4 separate regions of the Mus musculus genome follow, and all the other regions are linked to region 1. Evidence: chromatin contacts called from public Hi-C and promoter capture Hi-C data. All regions are on one chromosome and are shown on one strand. The core of a region is the stretch at or near the end of the contact, and the rest is flanking DNA. Distances in the headings are between cores, read along the strand shown. Region 1 holds the start of Usp2 (ubiquitin specific peptidase 2). Region 2 holds the start of A830035O19Rik (RIKEN cDNA A830035O19 gene). Region 3 holds the start of Cep164 (centrosomal protein 164). Region 4 holds the start of Scn4b (sodium channel, type IV, beta).

Evidence for each region. Promoter capture Hi-C pulls out the DNA fragments that hold promoters and counts their contacts. Hi-C and Micro-C count contacts between places; a contact is called where the count stands out from the background.
Region 2: a Hi-C map of B cells shows a contact between it and region 1, with 6 read pairs. The contact joins the promoter of A830035O19Rik here to the promoter of Usp2 in region 1. A contact is called at or near these places in 1 of 39 promoter capture datasets (pre-B cells), 1 of 484 Hi-C or Micro-C datasets (B cells) and 1 of 115 datasets of contacts at active chromatin or transcription factors (double positive thymocytes).
Region 3: a contact with region 1 is called in a promoter capture Hi-C map of pre-B cells, with 5 times the contacts expected there. The contact joins the promoter of Cep164 here to the promoter of Usp2 in region 1. A contact is called at or near these places in 1 of 39 promoter capture datasets (pre-B cells) and 1 of 484 Hi-C or Micro-C datasets (B cells).
Region 4: a promoter capture Hi-C map of pre-B cells shows a contact between it and region 1, with 2.7 times the contacts expected there. The contact joins the promoter of Scn4b here to the promoter of Usp2 in region 1.

Annotation. Positions count from the first base shown.
Region 1 is chr9:44,065,521-44,068,481 of GRCm38.p6, forward strand. Usp2 (ubiquitin specific peptidase 2) reads left to right here and starts at 1,501. Exons shown (of 13, transcript NM_198092.2): 1 at 1,501-1,700. Gm39325 (a long non-coding RNA gene) reads right to left here. Exons shown (of 3, transcript XR_870690.2): 3 at 805-1,711.
Region 2 is chr9:45,952,519-45,955,479 of GRCm38.p6, forward strand. It overlaps A830035O19Rik (RIKEN cDNA A830035O19 gene), which reads left to right and starts at 1,468. Exons shown (of 1, transcript NR_152206.1): 1 at 1,468-2,961. Sidt2 (SID1 transmembrane family, member 2) reads right to left here and starts at 2,731. Exons shown (of 26, transcript NM_172257.4): 1 at 2,206-2,731; 2 at 607-728; 3 at 231-395; 4 at 96-141. The coding sequence starts at 2,388.
Region 3 is chr9:45,827,112-45,830,072 of GRCm38.p6, forward strand. It overlaps Cep164 (centrosomal protein 164), which reads right to left and starts at 1,552. Exons shown (of 30, transcript NM_001081373.3): 1 at 1,391-1,552.
Region 4 is chr9:45,137,151-45,140,111 of GRCm38.p6, forward strand. It overlaps Scn4b (sodium channel, type IV, beta), which reads left to right and starts at 1,474. Exons shown (of 5, transcript NM_001013390.3): 1 at 1,474-1,952. The coding sequence starts at 1,892.

The DNA of each region.
Region 1 (2,961 bases), core at 251-2,750:
TTTTTTTTTTAAGAGGAAACTTAACAGGGTTAGCATTTCACTTTTGTTGTATTTTGTTTTTATGATTTTTGTTTATGTGTTTGTGTGCACATGCACATTTGGAGCTCAGACCATGTGAGTTGGTGCAGAGGCAGGTGGATCTCTGTGAATTCAAGGATAGCCTGGACTATGGAGTGAGTTCCAGGACTACATAGAAAAACCTTGCCTTGAGGAAAAAAAAAAAAAAAGAGGGGCTAAAGAGATGGATGGCTCAATGGTTAAGAGCACTGACTGCTCTCCCAGAAGACCTGGGTTCAATTCCCAGCAACCGCATGGCAGCTCACAACTGTCTGTAACTCCAATGTCTGATACCTTCACACAGACATACACACAGGCCAAACACTAATGCACATAAAATAAAAATAAATTATTTTTTAAAAAAGAATAACTCTGATTTTTCTTAGGGGGTGTTATCTAATTTAACAATAAATAACTCTTAGAAGTCAAGTTTGCAGGCTGGATAGATGGCTCAGCAGTTAAGAGCACTGTCAGCTCTTCCTAAAGGACCAGGGTTCAATTCCCAAAATCTAAATGGCAGCTTACAACTGTCTGTAACTCCACCTCCAGGGGATCAATCATACATGCAAGCAAAGCACCATTGCACACAATAACTAATTGATTAAAAATAAAGTCATTTGCTTAAAATTAAAATACAAGTTGCATCTTTTTTTCTTATTCTAAACCTGATAGCTTAGATGAAATGCTATCCTTTCTTGGGCTAAGTCCTCCCAGTAGTCACCTAAGCGAACTGCATTAGTAGACATGTACAAGACACTTGACATTTATTTACCACTTGAACATGGTCTCCCTAGGCTTCAGCTACATTGTGCAATAGATGACTATAGTGGTTCTTTTACAGGACCATTAAAAAGATTAAATGAGAAAGCTAATATATGCAAAGTACTTATCACCATGTCTAGTAATGTACTTAATAAGTAGCCCATAGAATGCGTCACTTGAATAGTCATGTACGTTGATAGTGTGTTGAATGGACATAATCTTTTTTTACCTGATTGATTGACCTATGGGGCTCTATAAATATTGCTATGAGATATACATGGTTGTTTAAATAAATGCATTTTTAAATATAAATAAATAAAATAAAAAAGTAGGCAGAAAAAGAGTCTATGGAATAGAACATTCCCAGCCCGGTAGGAAAGCCTTCTCTAAGATCTGAAAGCTGGAATGTTGCCTTTTCCCGTGAAGTGACCCTCTGTCTCAGTCTTCCCAGCGCCAGGACCTATCAGATTCCAGTCCACTTCTTTCCTTGCGCCACCGGCTCCAAACAGGCGTGCTTTTTCTCCACGTGGTTCTCTGTATATACCCGGTTACCTGGGAGATGCGCGCCGGGCGGGGCTCTACTGACGCAACAATAGGAACAAGCCAATAGCCATGACGTATATCAGTGACGCAAACGCGGGGTGTGGTTTGGCCGGCCCGGGCGCAATGAGGCTGCTGCCCGCTGGGTGGCGCCGATTTCCCGGGGAGGTCCTTTCTGGGCCCCCGGCGGAGGTGGGGGAGAGGCGGGCAGGCACCGAGCGAGGCCAGGGAGCCCTCTGCGTCAGCCACTGCTCGCTGCGCCGCGCCAGTACCAGCCAGGACTCATCCGCAGCTCCATGCTTGTGCCCGGTTCGACTCGTCCATCCTCCGAGAAGAGGCAGGTACGTGCCACCTGTCGCAGGTCGGGGAAGGAAAAAGCCAGGGTCAGTACCAGCTTTGAGACTCGGAAAGTAGGGTGTCAAAGGCAGCCTGGGCAGTCTGGACGTGAGAAATGTAGGGCGAGGGCCAGATGTGTGGAGGGGGAGACTCCAGCTGTGGGTGCCAGTGTATGAGAGGGGCTGCCAGCTGCCAGCTCGGGGTGCCAGGAAGAGCCATCTGTGTGCTGATCAATGTGTTCTGAGGAAACACTGTAACCGCGGGTACAGGTCTCCCCGCCCTGTGTGTTGTGTAGCCCGAGAATGACCCCTGGACCCTGACACCCCCCTCTCCCCACGTGTGTGTGCAGCTAACAACCTCCCTGTTGTTAAACATCCCGGGGCTATCTCTTGGTCAGTTTTCCAAAGCGGGGGAAGGGGCTTAGGGGAAGCTAGCAGTTAAGCGGAAGGGAAAAATTTTCCACCAATCCCAAATCAGAAAGAGGCAACTTTGAAATTCTCACCAATCCCAAAGCAAAAGCAGCCATGCAATGTTCTCTGACATGCAACTTGCCTAGGGGAGTCCTGGTCAACCGTTTCTAGCTCTCCAGAGAAAAGAGAACTCCTAGCTCTTAACCCCAGAGCTTTTGAGAATGAAGTTGAGTTGAAGATTCTAGTAGGGGTTGCTTATCTCCCCCAAACACGGGCATATAAGCTTGCACACACACACACACACACACACACACACACACACACACACACACATCAAACCACAAAACAAGAGGCATGGAGAACTGATGGATGGCCTGGGGTGGGGGATGTCCCCTACTCTTTGATGCTGTAGGCGCATGCCGCTCTGGAATGAGGATTGGAATGAGGGCGTCCTCCAAAGTGCATCACCAGGACCCAGTCTGAGTCAGTACCTTGTGCTGAGACAGGGTGGAGGCACCAGCCCTCGGGCCTTCCAGTCTCCAGGGAGAGCCATCAAGAAGCAGAAGATTCCTCTTGGGAGCAGACAGGTGCACCGAGGCCAGAACGATGGTCCTCTCATGACCCTGTCCAGCCTGCCTTTGACACCCTGGAACCCTGAGCCCTCCAACAGGTAGACTGGAACTGCTCCTCTGGAGCCAAACATTCCCTGGCAGCCCAAGGAAGCCACACTTGATTTTTTTTTTTTTTTTCTGAGCAAAGGGGAAAGGAGCCCAAGTAGGCTTGGCCTGTCGCCTTGGGAAAGTGGCAAAGTCTGTCTGACCTTTCCATTTGGGGGACGTGGATTGTTTCAGAAAAC
Region 2 (2,961 bases), core at 218-2,717, 1.9 Mb after region 1:
GAACTCAAGAAACCCACCTGACTCCCAAATGCTAGGATCAAAGGCATGTGTGACCACGTCAGGCTGAGGGACCCCATTTTGATAAGGGATTTTACCTGGGGCTGGGCTGCAGTGGTATTAAAAGTAAACAGCTCTCCAGTCCTACAGGGAAGAGAGGAACCCTACAATTACGCTCAGCACTTGGGAAGAAGGCAGAGGCTGTGAGGTCCCCTCTCTCTTACCCTCAATACCTGAGCACAAAATTGTCCACACGGTTGACTCGGAGCTGGTAAGTGGTATTGACGGGTGACAGGGTAGACACGTCCACATAGAAAAACTGGATCTCAGACTCATTCTTGGTGGGGGGCTGACACAGAGTTCGTTCCACTTTTTGGTAGAGGTACTTCCGCTGATATCTATGGTCCAAGACAGAGAAGAGTGTGACTAGTCCCAGCCAGCCTGAGTTCTTCCTATCAGGTCCCCATATTTCCCATTCCCTGGGCTGACAAAGTTACCCTCCTGCCACTGGGCTCAGGGAGAAGGGAGAAAAACAAAAAGGTTCCCCGGGTGAGGGTCCCTGAAAACCTGGCAAGGATGCCCCTCCCTACATCCCCAGGTCTTACTCACAGTCCTCGAAGGATTAGGGGCACCTGGAAGGACACAACAGCCTCCTTCTGGCGGACCACAAACAGCAAAGGCGCCCCTTTCTGCTTGTTCAGGACATTCACAGACACTCGCACACCCTCGGTCTGCAGAGAAGGAGGCATCCTCTTTCAAACTCAGCTCTCTGTTCCTCAGACACATGACTCTACAGACTGCAGGCTGAGCTCTGCCCTGTGCCGTCCATCCTGGCCAGCCAGGACACTGTCTGTGCTTCTCCTTGTGAGGGAACAGGCCAAGTTTCTAGAAATGACTGACACTGTCCGGTCCGAGGCTTGAAGAAGCTCGCTCTTGGAAGAACGGGTATACAGAGCAGCAGAACCCAGGCAACAGCAGGGATATGCAGCGGAGACCTTAGAAGGTTCCAGGATAGCCCACATGCACACACATGTTATAGACACGTGTCTACACACGTCCCTGTGCACACACTGTCACGGGAGATCAAGACGTGCCCTCAAGCCCTCAATCTTCTTCCTCATGAACTAGGAAAGCAGCAAGAAGCTCCGGTTCCACTGCTACTCTGGAGGCCAGAGCCCTGCAGGGAGGGGTGTAGGGAACTGTGTCGAAATACAAGTTGTCTCTCTAGTTCTGACCATGGGCCAAGCTCTGAAGTGACTTTCCATCTGAACCTTGATTCACCCTCTCTAAGAAAATAAAGAAATAACCCACCCTCTCTGCTGCGGACAAAGCTACACAGGACAGTGGGCGTTTAAAAGTGAAGAAATCACAACTGCAGACAACTAGTTACTAGGTTGCTGAAACCAAATCTAGGGGTAACGTTTCCCTGAGGGGTAGGTGCCACTTCCGGGATGATCCTGGAAATGGTACTCAAAAGGGGAGATCAGACTTCAAGGAAATGGATCCTGATGGTTGATCATGGCCTGCCAGAAACCAAACTCCTCTCCCTCCCAAAGAAAGCCTCAGGTGCCTCCTCCTCAACTCCAGTGCTTCCGAGTCAATCCAGATCGGGCCTTGGAGAATGAGCAAGAGAGCTAGGCAGGCCACACAGCCAGGCAGCAAGAATCTCCCAGGCTGTGCTCTGCCTGGGCCCAGCTCTGCCAGCCTTCTTTCTACTTTCACTACTGGGAAGAAATGAGTAAGAAGTCGGAGATAGTTCTGTCTTAGAAACAAACTCCCTTTTCTCTTGCCACTCAGCCTTCGAGGGCCTTATCTTGTCACCTTCAACTTACAAGGCCAGCTGGCTTTCTGAGGCAAGGAGGTCTGTCTCCTTCACCTCCCTGTGACCGAGCTCTTTCAATTCTAAGTTGGCCCCATCTGGAGTTGTCTGAGCCACGCAAGGCTGGGAGCCTGTTTTCCCCTCACCCCGACCTCACAGACTGAGAGCTAGATTGAGAGCCAGGTCACAGAGCAGACCAGACCGGTCCTGATCACAGCTGGTGGCAGGGAACTTCCCAAGCTGCCCCGCTGGAGCTGCCCGGGAATGCTGGTGGAAACCAGGTCTTGGCAGGGGGAGGGCGGCTCAAAGGCTGGCGGAGAGGAAAGGGGCAGCATCAAGTCCAGGCCGGGCGCCCACCCGCTCGGCCGCCCGTGGAGTCCCGCGCTCACCCGGTTGCGGGTCACGGTGTGGTTGAAGGTGTAGATGTTGACCAGCTCGCTGTTGACGTCGTCCGCGTAGGTGCGCTCAAACTCCGCGTCTTTCTGCGAGACGTTCTTGGGCCCCAGGGCCCCCAGGTGGCTCTCGACGGAGGCCACCAAGAGCACGCACAAGGGCAGACGCCAGGCGATCATGGCCCGGGACGGCGGGGATTGGCGACGGGACGGCGACCGGGCGCGTTGCGGCTGCCGCAGCAGCTTCCAGCATCTCACCGGGACCAGAACTTTAACCCCGGCCTCAGATAGGACGCGTCCCCTCCCTGGAGCCGCTCCTGGGCCTCGCGCGGATCCCGGCTCGCGAGGGCGGCACCGCGACCCGCTACCCCAGCCCGGCCCAGCCCGGCCCAGCCCGGCTGGAGACCCGGCGTCCGCTCGCGCCCGGAGAGCCGAGGCGGCGGTGGCCCTGGCCCGAAGGCTTCCCGGACGCGGGCCCTTTAAGGGCGGCGGACGCGGCGCAGAACTCGGAGCTACCAGGAGCTGCGCCGCGGTAAACAGCGGGCTGTGCCCGCCCGCTTACGTCATGGGAAACCGACGCGGATTTAAAGGGCCAGGCTGCCTCTACTTCCCACGCAGCCGTCGCCGCCTCCTTCCTTCGCTGTCCTGTGAGCGTCTGGAGTTGGGTTTTTCACGAAGGATCACTAAGTATTGGATTCTTGCTTTTGTGGTCCGCGTTTTTTTGGCTTTTTGAGACGGCTCACATAACTCAGG
Region 3 (2,961 bases), core at 302-2,801, 1.8 Mb after region 1:
GTGTGTGTGTGTCTGTGTATATGTGAGTATGTGAGTGTGTGTGTGTCTGTGTACGTGTGTGTGAGTGTGTGTGTATCTGTGTATATGTGAGTATGTGAGTGTGTGTGTGTCTGTGTATGTGTGTGTGAGTGTGTGTGTGTATCTGTGTATATGTGAGTATTCGAGTGTGGGAGGGGGGAAGGGATGAGGGGGAGGGGAGGGGGGAGCACAAGCACAGCAAATGTGCTTGATGGGGTAAGGATTAATTATAACAACAAAAACTTGGACTAACCACACACTTCCCGGAACACTTGTATGCGGCAGAACTGTACCAAGGGCTTTATTCGCCACCATCCCACCCCAGCCTCTCAGCTAGAGGTTTACTATCCCCACTTATCAAATACAGAGACTGCTTGAATGAAGGACAAGGAGCAGCGAGTCCGGGCTTGCGAGGGCTTTAGCTGTATACAGGACTTCATAAGGGGCTGCCATGGGAATTTCATAAAGAAAGTTGGAGGTGGTGAGAGTTACCGTTCGGAAAGGTGACTGACAGCTGCACAAGAACCAATCAAAAAGGGGACAAAATCAGAGGCAGTTATTCTGAAAGCGCAGCCAAGAAATTATGAACCAAGCCAGTGGCTACCTGAATGAAAAGCGGCTAATCCTGAGGGCAGGAGAATAGCAGGGTCTCGCAGCTAGGTGAAGGAAGAGAAGAGAGAAAGCAGAGAGGATTTCAGCCAGTCCACTGTGATTTTAGGCCAAGAAGCCGACTGCCAAGAAATCTGAAGCATGCCAGATGACTACTGCAGACAGCGGAATGAATTCTCAGCGTAGAGTGGGCTAAGTGACTGAGGAAGTTCTCCATTGAGACAAGAAACATGGGAGACATTGATAGAAGGTCCGGGGGGGGGGGCGGCGGGGGGGGGGTGCGGGTTGGAGATGATCCGCAAGCACATCTAAGCTCGAGTAAGGTATCTGGCTAGGCAGCAAGTACTTCCCAGAGCAACCGGTAACTGGAGGCTCTAGTCGCAATCCAGAGATGGAGTGCAGAGAAAAGCATGCAGGGGCCTGCAGAGGGCTGAGCTGGCAGACGCGCGAGGGCGAGTCACCGAGGCCAAGAAGAGGGCAGCGGTTCCGGGCGTAGATTCCTGAATCAGTGCAAAGAAAACCCCAAACCTCCTCTCTTGCCCAGCTGGCCGAAAGATGCCATGCGCTTGGCTGAACTTGGGATAGCCCAGGAATGGGCTGGGCAATGGCGGTAGGGTGTAGATTCAGGAGAGGCTAGAAAGCCAGGCCCCGCACGCCGGAGGGCTCTTCTCTCCCAGCTTAGTTCCCGCGCAGCAACACCTCACAACGCTTCAGCTCCCTGCAAACTCCTGCCACGCCACCAAGCCTGGCTCCGAGATCTCACCTGTCCCCGATCCGGGGTTTCCGGGAGGATGGCTCTGCGCCTCCTCCCCAGCACCACCCCGGCCCCCCACCTTCCAGGGACGCCGGGGTGTCCGGCTCCCCGCTTCCAGGGACGCCGGGGTGTTGCCCTGCAGCGACCAGCAACCACTTCCGGAAAGGCACTGGCCTAGCAACTGAGAGGCCCGCCTCTACCAAGAGCCAATAGGTCGCTGACTGAGAGCGTTGGCATTGGATTGGTTGAAGTTCCCCCACGAGGCTTTGCCCGTTGCATCCTGAAAGTTGTAGTTCAAAATAGTGAATAAGCACAATCCCACTCCCACCACAAAGAGGTTAAAAGAGAGACCTGAAGGTAGATAAGAGAATTTCTCCCGCGGACGAAAGGAAGCATTCATAATATTAATAATAATCTACTATTACTATTAATTAAGCAAAATTAACAATCATTTATAGACCATCATTTTGTAAAGGTCGAGTAAAATCACGCGAACAACAGTGATTATCAGTGGTCAACCTATTGATTGGGCCCTTAATAAAAGAACTATGAAGGGGTTGGAGAGATGACTCGGTTGTCAAGAGAGCTGCCTACTAACTTTTTCCTTTTAATGTATTATACGTGGACCGGGATCTGATAACACAAGCCCTTAATGCCACCACTTGGGGCACAAAGCAGACAGATCTCTGTGCGTTTGAGACTAGCCTGGTCTATATAGTGAGTTTCAAGCCAGCTGGGACTACACAGTGAGACCCTGTCTCAAAAAAAATTTTAAGTGTGTGGATGTTTTGTCTACATTATACCTGATAGTCATGGAGGCCAGAAGAGGGCACTGCATCCCCTGAAACTGGAGTTGTAAGCAGTTGTGCGCCACCTTGTGGGTGCTAGAAACCAAACCTAGGTCGTCTGCAAGAACAACAGTGCTCTCAACGGCTGAACCATCATCTCTCCCACTCTACTATTGTAAATTTAAAACCGAGTCCTGCGCCGCTAGAGTCTAAGCCGACAAGGAGAAATTGCGAGTGTTGTTACTAGGGATCTCAAACCAGACATCAGGATGTGTTTCTCATGTTTAACGTCAAATCTTTCTGCAATTCCTTTATTCTCACCACAGATGGGGAAAAAAATCACTGCTCCTCATTATCATCACAATCTTTAAAAGTGTCCCCAAGGGGCCACTGGACCAGACATAGAAGAGATGCCATATCATGACTATATCAGACATAACTAAACACTGCCCATAGCTTCCTATACACAAGACTTGCCATCTGAGGCTGTAGAACCAGCTCAGCAGCTGCCAACACCTGCTGCTCTGCGGGAGGACCAGAGTCTGATTCCCAGCAAGCACGAGGCAGCTCACAACCAGCAGAAACTCTAGTTCCAGAGGATCCAACACCTCTTCTGGCTTCTACCCACACCAGGCAAACACATGTGAACACAGACATGTGGTACACAGACATACCTGCAGGCAAAACACTGGAACACATAAAAGAATAAAATATTTTTTGAAAAAAGCAGCTAGATAGTGGTGACTGAACCACACTGAATCCCAAAGCCTTTATTCCCAACATCCAGAAGGC
Region 4 (2,961 bases), core at 224-2,723, 1.1 Mb after region 1:
TCTCTCTGAGTCTTTACATCCAGTTCTATTTCTAATGTTGGAAAGGCCTGGTGCAAGATACAGGTGCAAAAAGGCACACAAGTCTCAATGTAGGTAATAAATCAGGATAGAGGCGTGGTGGAGAACACCTTTCATCCCAGCACTCAGGAAGGGGAAGAAGAGGCAGGGCGATCTCTGAGTTCCAGGACAGTTTGGCCTACAGGGCTACACAGAGAACTCCTGTCTCAAAACCACCACCACTACAGCAATGACAGCAGGAACAGCAACTCAGGATCATTAAGTAAAGTTTATCTCCCATCCTCGGCCTCTGACTGCTTTTCCATGGTGGCCTAGAAGATGGGATTTCTTTTCAGACTCTTCCCCAGTCATCTTGCTTTTGTGACTGGTCCTGCAGCGACTGGGGTTCCACTCAGGAACCACCCACCTGCTTATCAAACTTATCCAAGAGGAGTCCAACTCAGCAACCCCTAGGGGAAACACTAGATTCTTGGATCCCCAGAACCCTTTAGAACTCAGAGGAGGTGTGTTCCCTGGACTCATGGGCTAGCATGAGGTCCCCTAAAACTAGGAGCCCAGGGCTGCCCTCCCTGTTGCCTAGCATTGAGGATGATGCTATTTTGCATCAGGAGGTAAATATCATGGGGTCACCATCCAGCAGACAGCAGAATTCTCCAGAAAAGTTGTGTGCTTTGTTCAGAGTTCTCCAGCAGCAAACACAGGGCATCAGAGCTGTTCAACTACCATGACAACCAACGAAGCAAAAGAAAACAAGGTTCTCCCCGCAGACAGTTAACATTCTGTATACAACCTCAATGGTCTCTTATGGCGCTGAAGCCTTTCAGGAACTCCGGGTTGGAAGATGGGTGGAGGGTGTGGCGAGGTGGAGGGTGTATTTCCAAGGTTTAACTGGTCTCCGGACAGTGAGGAGGATTTGTCCTGGAGGGTAGCTTGAGTAGTTGACTAGAGGTCTTGAGGGGGGACCTTCTTGGTGTTTACGGTTGCCTCCCCACCCCCGCCTCCCCGCGCTGGGGGCAAAGCACGCTGTCTCCAAGTGACTGCCTGCCAACCCTCTAAGAAGCAAAGAGTCTGTGCAGAAATGGGTTGGTGGGCGGCGTGCAGGAGACTTTGCAGGGGAAACTAGGTTTGCCACAGCCTAAAAGCCATCCGCAGAGCGAATGAGCGGCGCGGCTGGAGGCGACGCGTGTTGGTTCAGGGCTGTACCGGTCGTCCGCAGCGGGCAAGCCGGCACACGCCCACCGGCTGCGGCAGCGCCCGCTGCGGATGTCCTCCCGGCGGTCCCCGGAGAGGCAGCCGCTGCCCTTACTCGTGTTCTCTGAGCGGAACAAAAACAGCCTTCCAACAAACCTAAAAGCTCCACCTCTACTCCCCCGTGAACTCTTCTCCTAATTGGCAGCTCGGCGCTTGGGATGATGCGGGCGTCTGCGGGCTGGCCCTGCAGTGCCAAGCCGCAGCATTCCCGTCCCGCTGGAGAGGAAGAGGGCTGCCCAGGCTGGACCCTACGGCCGTGATACACGGCGCAACGGGCACTGTGCGAAACCGACGGGGACGCCGCCCCTCCTGCGGCTGGAGCGCTTCCAGAGCAGAGGCGCATCGCAGTGCCGCTCGCCCCGGCGTCCTCCCTTCAGCTCCGGCTCCTCCTCCCCCTTCCAGCCCCGGCTCCTGCAGCCGGCTCCAAGAGGCGGCGGGCGCGCCTCCCCCTCCTTGGTCTCCCCCTCGTCTCGCTCTCTCGCGGCTAACTTTCCGGAGCCCCGACCCGCGGCTCGGAGCTCCCCTGGCAGCTGCGGGGCCCACAGACGACCTCGGGTGGAGAGCCCGGCTGTCCCCACTATTCCATCCCAAGCCCCCGGAGCGCTCCAGAGAGAACAGGACCATGTCCCGGGCTGGGAACCGAGGCAATACTCAGGCGAGATGGCTGGGCACTGGGCTTTTGGGTAAGATAGCCCCAGCTTTGTCATTTCTCTCTCTCGCCTCTTTCTTAACCCCACCCCATCCTGAAGGAGGTGAAGAGAAGTGCCTTAGACAAGGTGGCACCAAATGATTGGGATGCCGGTCTTCCTCCGGACCCTTAGCTTTAAGACTATGTTCCCTGGGAACCTTGTGCATTTTCCCCAACCCCTGCCACCCGGGCAGTGAGTTTCTTGCTTTCTTTGATGCCTTTTGGAGCTAGGTGTTGGAGCTGCAGCAGGGAAATCCTCCTGAGACCGGAGTTAAGGCATGCTGGTGGGGTGGGGGCTGGGGTGTCTACTGCCTTGAGTGTGGGGGCTCCAGGGAGTTTGCAGGTGTAGCGGTGTCTGCCGCTCTTGCCTAGTACTATTGACTTGCTTGCTTCCCTGGCAGCAGGAAATGCTCCAATGGGGGACGAGGGTCTCCCTCCCGACTCTTCGCCAGGTTCTCCCCACTTCTTCCTTTCTGGTGTCCATTGCCACTCTTTCAAATGCTGGAAGGACTTAGAAGAACCCAGAGGACCACTCAAAGGCCACCTTTTCAGAAGGTCCTTGTCCCTCTTCCTTTAAAGGGTTTCTTTGGGGAAAGACCTGTTTGGCTTGCTACTGGCTTTTCATTTTGGGGAAGGCTGGGAAGAGAGAGGAGTCAGGCCCAGAGGACACAGAGGGTATAGACTCTTATGGCTATCTATTAATATTCACATGATGGTTTTGAGTGTCAAACTCCAAGAGATTAAGCAATGGTATTTATTAGTCCAGACCAGAATCTAATCTTCTACACAGCCTGACTTCCAATGTAAGCTGACTCCGTCTCTGGCACCTGTGCCTCTTCCTGTTTATATAAAGTCAAGTTTGGTTTTTGACAGCATAACCCACCCACCCACCCCCCACTGGATCAGGCACATGGTGGAGGTATCTGTGCTGGAAGCAGGGGGCACAGGCCTCTTATAGGAAGCCACTGCTGCTCTTGCGCCTGGAACTCACGTGCAGATCTGTC